2 separate regions of the Monodelphis domestica genome follow, and region 1 is linked to region 2. The links are chromatin contacts, called in public Hi-C maps. All regions are on one chromosome and are shown on one strand. Each heading gives the region's core, a stretch centred on a gene start, on an enhancer-like site or on the middle of the called end of the contact. The rest is flanking DNA. Distances are from core to core; before and after follow the strand shown.

The links. A called contact is a pair of places that touch in the nucleus more often than the background predicts.
Region 1: a contact with region 2 is called in a Hi-C map of spleen and liver, with 4 times the contacts expected there. The contact joins the enhancer-like site here to the promoter of BAHCC1 in region 2. A contact is called at or near these places in 2 of 2 Hi-C or Micro-C datasets (limb and spleen and liver).

Annotation. Positions count from the first base shown.
Region 1 is chr2:232,333,387-232,337,091 of mMonDom1.pri, reverse strand. No RefSeq gene overlaps it. Among named protein-coding and RNA genes, the nearest start is that of BAHCC1, 76 kb to the right of the region's middle. Within about 2 kb of position 2,106, at least 2 of the 2 cell types and tissues checked have open chromatin away from gene starts, as enhancers often do. A contact at or near this core is called in limb, where this site is marked.
Region 2 is chr2:232,257,551-232,260,970 of mMonDom1.pri, reverse strand. BAHCC1 (BAH domain and coiled-coil containing 1) reads left to right here and starts at 1,955. Exons shown (of 28, transcript XM_056817346.1): 1 at 1,955-2,085. It overlaps LOC130457268 (a long non-coding RNA gene), which reads right to left and starts at 1,597. Exons shown (of 3, transcript XR_008916444.1): 1 at 1,509-1,597.

The DNA.
Region 1 (3,705 bases), core at 857-3,356, 76 kb before region 2:
TTGTTCTGTTTAATTTATGGGAAGGATAAAAAAGGAGCCAAAGTTTTTTCTTCCTGATCACTAAATATTATTCATTTTCCGGCCTAGATTTAAATACATTTCACCTGGAGGGGGCTTTCAGGAAGAGATCTGGCATACCAAGTTCCCAGCTAAATAAGAACTTTATCTCTCCTACTTACACGAAACAGAAAGTCTTCAAAGAAATCAAATTAAATGCAAAATTTTTTAATTCTTAACTAGGATTAGGAAGGGGAGAAATCTTTTTCTCATCTATAACTTTTGGGGGGGGATGATAAGCCCTCTTTAAAGATAACATAAAATGGACTTCCTGTTCTTTCCATATTTCGTTTCTTTTTCAAAAAGGTAGCTCTCAAAAGATGGTTGGAGGGAATTTTAAAGAAAAACGCTAAACTTGGGTGCTTTTCCTTCCCTTAAAAAAGAAATTGGACGGGTTTTTGTTGGAAGTGAGTGGGGGAAGGGAAGCCGACACAAGGGTGGGAAAGAAAGAATGATTAGCCAAGGGAGAAGTACTCCACGGGAAAAGTGATGAGGAAGCTTGTAGGGGAGCTATGCCGGTTCTTTCCACAATGCAATACCAAGTTCCCGGAGACCCAACCAGCAAAGGCCAAATCTAGGCGGGTTTTGAGGAAAAGCTGAGACTGTGGTCCTCAGAAAACAAAGCGCTAAGGCTCAAAATGTTTGGGAACTCTTGAACCGGCTGCAGTTTTTTTGGCTGGAAACCCGAGGCTACAGGAGGGGAATTCACTCCAACCATTGCATCCTTTCTCCCCCTCCCCATTCCCCCACCCGAGCCCCCGGCCCCAGCATGCGTTTGGAGTTTGAATAAGGTCTGTATTGCGGGGCTGCGAAGCTGGAACCAGCCTATAACTCAGCTCCCACAGTGGCTTAATTGCTTCCGATCCCCAACCCCGAGTAAAGACACGTTTACAAGAAAACCACTTACACACCAGCGGCGATTTTATTCTCTCTTTTCTTTTGGAGAGAAAATTAAAAATAATAATAATAATAATGAAAACCGCACGTACCTGGCAACTCTCCTGAGCTTCTGACCCTTCAGAGCTTCCGAAAGCTACAGAGAAGGAATTTACGACCCCCCACTCCACCCCCATCCCATCTCTCCTCCCCGCCAAGCTTCAGCAGAGTTATTCTGCAATAACCAAGACCATCCCGCTTGTGGGGATTCTCCTTGGCTGACCGGTTTTTGGGGTGTGGGTGTGGGTAAGGAGACATCCTTTTGCCATGGATAGAAAAAAAATTTCTTTCTTATCACTTAAAGAAAAAAAAAAAAGCCACAGAGTGGGTAGGGAGAGGTGTAGCTCCCGATTCCACTCGGCACTGTCCGCAGGTCATGTACCATTTGGCTTTGAGCAGTCAACTCCAGTTCGGTCTCCCAGCCCTTGCCGGTTCTTCTTTTGCACCTCTGCTCGGCTCCTGGCTCAACTGTACCTTTGGGAGGTCACCAGGTCTGGACTATTTCCCATCCTGTGGCAGCGAATATCTGTTAAAGCCTCAGGAAAAGTTGGGGGGATGGAGGTTCTCAGTCAAAGCACTTGGGGGAGCCCCCAAGAAAGACATTTAAGGAAAGCCCAGATTCTCTATCTGCCAGCGGCGAGTTTCGAAGAATCCAGTGACGCAGGCGGGGTGGCGCAGGTACCCCCTTCTCGTCTCCATAGCCTTTGGGAGTTGCCAGTATCTTTTCCATCTTCTTCCCAGCCACAGCCAGCTCAGCCACCCACCAGGCAGTGGCTCCACACAAATTGCTGCCTACGCCGCCACCTTCAGCTTTCTCCAGATCCTGGCTCGGAGAGCCGCCGAAATGCAAACCCCAGGCGCTGCCTCCTACAGCAGCTTCCAGCTCCAGGTCTCACCCCCGGGGAAAGAGGAGGCGGCGAGAGTAAGAGCAGGCGGAGAAAAGGAGGTGTCGGCAGCCACGGATTCTGTCTGGGAGTATCCCAGGCGAGAGGTAGAAGGGGAGGGGAGGGAGGAAGGCACGGGAGTGGTGGCAGGAGACAAGGGGAGGGAGGGGGGAGGCGGGAAGGCTGAGGGGTTGGGGGAAGGGAGGGCTTTGCTTCTTCCGTCTTGCATTTCCCACGCGGGCTTATTTAGTCAATGGAAGTACTTCGCCACGCCTCTTTAAGGAGGTGGGACCTATCCCTTTAGGATGACAAAAAAAAAAATCCCTAATTCAAACCTTGCAGTTAGTATTCAGTCAGCGTTGATTTCGGTACTAACCCTAGTATCCAGATGTTGTCGGAACTCTCTTTTCACCCAGTCCCTTATTGAGTAGCAGGTATAGACTAATCTAAGAGCGGTGCGGCTTCTTAGCCTGGGACAAATCAAGAACCACCTTAAATCTTGCAAACACCCTTTCCCCTCCCCCAAGATGAACACCACCTCTCCTCCTCCCTAGCCCAACTTCATTTCTCACACACTCAGCTTCCTCAACCAATCCTGCACCATGAAAGACTCTCCCTTTGTTTGTGCCCGGAGCCCCAGCCTATGAGAGCTAGGAAATAGCCACAATCTTCTACAAGGGGTGGATCCAATCGCCTAGTTGGTGGTGAGAGTTCGTAGCCCATAGGAGCTTCGGGCTTTTGACTCTCCCGGCTTCGTACCTTTAGCTTTTTCAACTTAATCCAAGGAGAGCTACTATACTACTGTACCACTAAATTCGTTGCCTGTGTGTTTGGCGGATATTTGAAAATTCCCCCCTCCCCCCAGCCTGACACTCTTAAGTCTGGATTGAAGGAAGAAAAGAAGTAGGAATGATGCATATCTTTAAATTTTTCCTTTGGGGGGGGGGGGTGGTGGTGGTGACTAAATTCACTAAAGAAAAACTGGCTCAACTTTCTTTTGGGTTTCTAAATTTCCGTATTTCTCCCTCCTAGTGTAGAAGGGCTAAACTAAAATACCATCGATAAAGCCAGAAGGATAACTCTGGTTATCTTCGACAAAAATTAGGCACAAGAATAATTTGATTGAGGGACAGCTAAGTTACACATTGCGAACCAAGCCTGCAGGAAAACCTGGGTTCAAATCCGACCTCAGACACTTCCTAGATGTGTGACTCTGGGTAAGTCACTTAACCCTGTTTGCCTAGTCTTTGCCCTTCTGTCCTTCCTAAGAATTGTTACAAAGACTGAAACTGTGTTGTTTTTAAGAATAACTTGAGAATATTCTACAGGTAGTATCTCAAAGCATTTGAGATCAGCAATTGTTTACCCTGCTTTTTTTCTACACCGTGGTGTCCCCAAGTATAAAAAAAACTTTAGTTTTAGTTTTAGAGTTAGGTATATGTATTTACATACATATATATACAAATACCTTTAGGCAAGTGGTGGGATTGTTGCAAAGTCAAACCATCTAGGTTTAAAGATTCCAAAAAATAGCCAAATGAGAATAAAGTTCTAATTAGATGACCCCTTAAATTACCTCCCAGATCACACCTTTTTTTTTTTAATAGTGCCTACCTAGATAGCAAATGGAAACTTTGTGGTGATTCATAGTATAGACATTAGGAAAATCACTCAAAAGTCAGAAAACTTTTTGTTCCCCCTCCCAAGTCCTGCACTATTTAGTTGTGTGAATGAGTTGGGCAAGTCATTTAATCTTTTGGGGTTTCTTTCTTCATCTATATAAAACAAAGATGAGACTAAAGGACTCTTTTAGCTCTAACATTCTAGT
Region 2 (3,420 bases), core at 706-3,205:
AATGTTGCTAAGGGTCAAAATCAAGCTTATAGACTTGTAGTTTCCAGAATATATATTTTTTCTTTTTTCGAAAATCTGGACATTAATCCCATTTTAAACTCGAAGTACACCTTTGTCTGTCCGAAAAAGCCAAATAACCAAAGCAAAGGTTTTGGTGACTTTTCATTATTATTGTCCACATTATTGCCCAGATTGTCTACTTGAGATGAAGAGTTAGACCTGGATACTGAAATATCCTGAATTTATCCCTTGCCTTGGGTCGGTGGGGTCAACTAACCTCCCCAAATTGAGGGTGTGTCCTTGGGCCTGAGGGAGAACATTCTGATGAAGATCCGAAAAGGAAGAGGAAATTTTTGCAAGCTCTGTGAGAAAGATCTTGCCTTGAAGAGCGTGTGTGTGTGTGTGTGTGTGTGTGTGTGTGTGTTTGTATGTGTGTGTGTGTATGTGAGAGAGAGAGAGAGAGAAAGAGAGAGAGAGAGAGAGAAAGAGAGAGAGAGAGAGAGGAGCGCCCGTTTTTATTCCGCCTTATAGCAAGACCACTGGGTGCTGCGTCTCCTTCCCGGGCTCAGCGGTCTCCAGGCAGTGACCTTTCTGGATACGAGGACAAAAGACTACTGGAGGGAGGAGGTTGAGAGAATATAATGGAGGAAGGCAGAGACTGCGAGAGCCACAGTGGCGTGGCGCCTTTAAGAAAGTAAGGCGGCGAACTCCAAGCTACGCCGGCTCTCTAGTCCCTGGGCCTGTGCCAGGAACCGCCGGGTGCAAAACGGGGAAGCGCCGTATAGTGATGTGCTGCCAGGCGAAGGTAAAGCAAGGCGGGTCGCGAGGCAGTAAAGCGCTGCTGCTGTTTGGCAAGCACTTCCAAGAGTGTCTCGTGTGGTCATTTTTTTTTTTTTGGCCAGAGAGGATTTTAAGGGCAGGGCAGAGGGGAATTTCTGGGATGCTCCGGAGCTCTGTGGTTCCCCGCCCTGGGCCCATATTCAGAAATATGCGGAGATCCCCGCAAAACCGAGTTTCCGCCAGGTACTGGAAGTTTCTTTGGGGGTTCCTGCCCTTCTATCCCATTCCCAGGCTTCTAGTCCTGGCGGTTGGGACGGGGGCCACCAAAGCGGAAAGCGGCCGTACAATCAAAAGGGGATTGGGGGAACGGCGGACCATTCCCCAGGGGCTGAAATGGGGGTTGGGATAGTAAAAGGAAGGGGGGGTCGCAATGGCCGCAATTGGGCACGACACAGATAGCCGTTGTCTCCTTTCTCTCCGCATTCGCCGCCGCGGCCCCCACCCTGGATTTTTCTATAAGGTAGAGTGCTCTTCTCCACTCCTACCCCTCACGCCCTCCACATTTCTCCCGGAATGGGTAGCGCGAAAAGGGAGCCGCAATTCCGCTTGAAAATATACGAAAAGATCATATGACGGCCACTTAGGGGCTAAAGCAAGGCGCACCCCTCCCCCCCTTTCCCCTGCCCCGCACCTCCCTTGAAAGGAAAAATGAATTAAGAAGGAATAACCTTGTGCCGCGAACTCAGCGATGTCTCTCTTCCTTTCCAATTCCCCTCCCCCTAACTAACCCCCCCACCAGAAAATGCAAGAAGAAATGGCGTAGAGGTGGAAAAGAGATTAGATTTCGCTTCTCTCTCATCAATTTTCTGTTTAATGTCACCGGGCCCCATTGTGGGAGAGGGAAGCACGTCACCCATGCCATAAATTTGTGGTTATGGAGCGCCTGGCCGCCTCCCCGCTCTAATGGAATGGGATTTACTCGGTGCTAGCAGGTAGGGGACGCAGGAGCTGCAGCCTCGGGAGGATTTAAATAAAAATAAAATAAAATCTCACATCTCGATTTTTAAAAAAGTTATCTTTTCAAACCTCCAAATTCCCTGCTCAACTGGAGATCCAGAGCAACTCCCACTTTACTTGGGGGAGGGGGTGGATCCTTCCTCCAGGACAAGTCTTCGAGGTGTTGGGTGCCGTGCAGCACTCCCCCCCCCCCCTCCCTTCCCGACCCTGGATTCGGAGTCTGGAGAGGCCATCTCCCCGGGGAGATTCCGCCAGGACCTTGATCCTCTGAGTGGACCGCCAATCCCGGTAGGTGGCTTTGATTTGGATTGGGGCGGCTTGGCATTTCTTCTTTCGTTCTCTGCCGCGTGGCTGCTCCTGCGATGTAGGGGGTTTTCCTTATGGAGATGGGGAGGAAACTCCCCCTACCCCAGCTTTCTTCTCTCCTCCACCTTCAGTGTTTCTCCTCTCCAACCCTTCTCCCCCGAAGAAAAACACACGGCCTTCCCCACCACCCCCCTCTGCCGCTTGGGAGACTAAAGCTTCATGGGACGTGATGGGGACCCACCAGAGCAGGGTTTCAGGCTCGGCTTTATGCAGATCCGCCCCATTCTGTGTCCTCAGCCGCTGAGCTACTCCCCTCAGCGGGTGCAATGCAGGCAGAGATGGCTCGCCCATCCAGAGCTTACCTTTAACTTTTCTCAAACCCTTTTCTCCAGACCCGGTCCTTTCCAGGAAAAAAAAAAAAAGAGCACGCCCTCCATTTCCCTCCACCCCCATCAGTTCCCTACTTTTTTTCCACCCCACCCTCCATCAGGATCTTGCTTCTGAAAAAATTTTCCTAGCCCAGCCCACTGACTATCCATCCTTTGGGGTTAGACTGTTGGCTCTAAGAGAGTTTTTCTTTTCATTAAACGTGTTTGTTACCCTCACACACACTGAGATTTTAAAAAAAATAATAATAATTACTGCCTTAGTAGTGTCTGTGGTTTTTTATTTGTTTGTTTGCCCTCCTAAACTAGGAGTCTTTTGCATGGACATTAAAGGCTATTTATTTAATATATATAAAAGATATATGTATATATACATATATATTCAGCCACCCTATCCCAAGGGATGAAGAAGTATCAGTAAGGCTTTGGGAATTCGTTCCTTGATCTGGTAAAGATTTTCTATCTTTGCATTTTGCACATTATAAGTAATAATAACATTAAGGGCAAAAAGTCAAAGTAGATAGACATGGGAAACCTATTTTCCCCCTGCAGCCCACCTCTTGGTTGTGGGCCTTGGATTGAAGAAAGGTTTAAAAAATAATCTAGATTCCAGGTTGGCTTCATTTTCCTTCTATTCTAAACATGAAATCTTGCTCCCAAGGAACCACATGTTTGCCTTACAAGTTGCTGAGTTCCTCCTCAATTTGAACCAGTATCTGGACCTGATACCCCAGTCAAGAAGCAAAACTAGTAGCGATCGGAACTGGGAGCTATGGTTCGAACGTTTGTCCCACCGCAGCCAAGCTGCACCATCCTAACCCACTCCCAACTCCCCCCACTACATCTCCTGCGCACTTGACAGGAGGGAGAAGGTTATGGGGGCTAACCTCTCGAGGGGCAAAAGCGAATACTTACTCCAAGGGGAAATTTT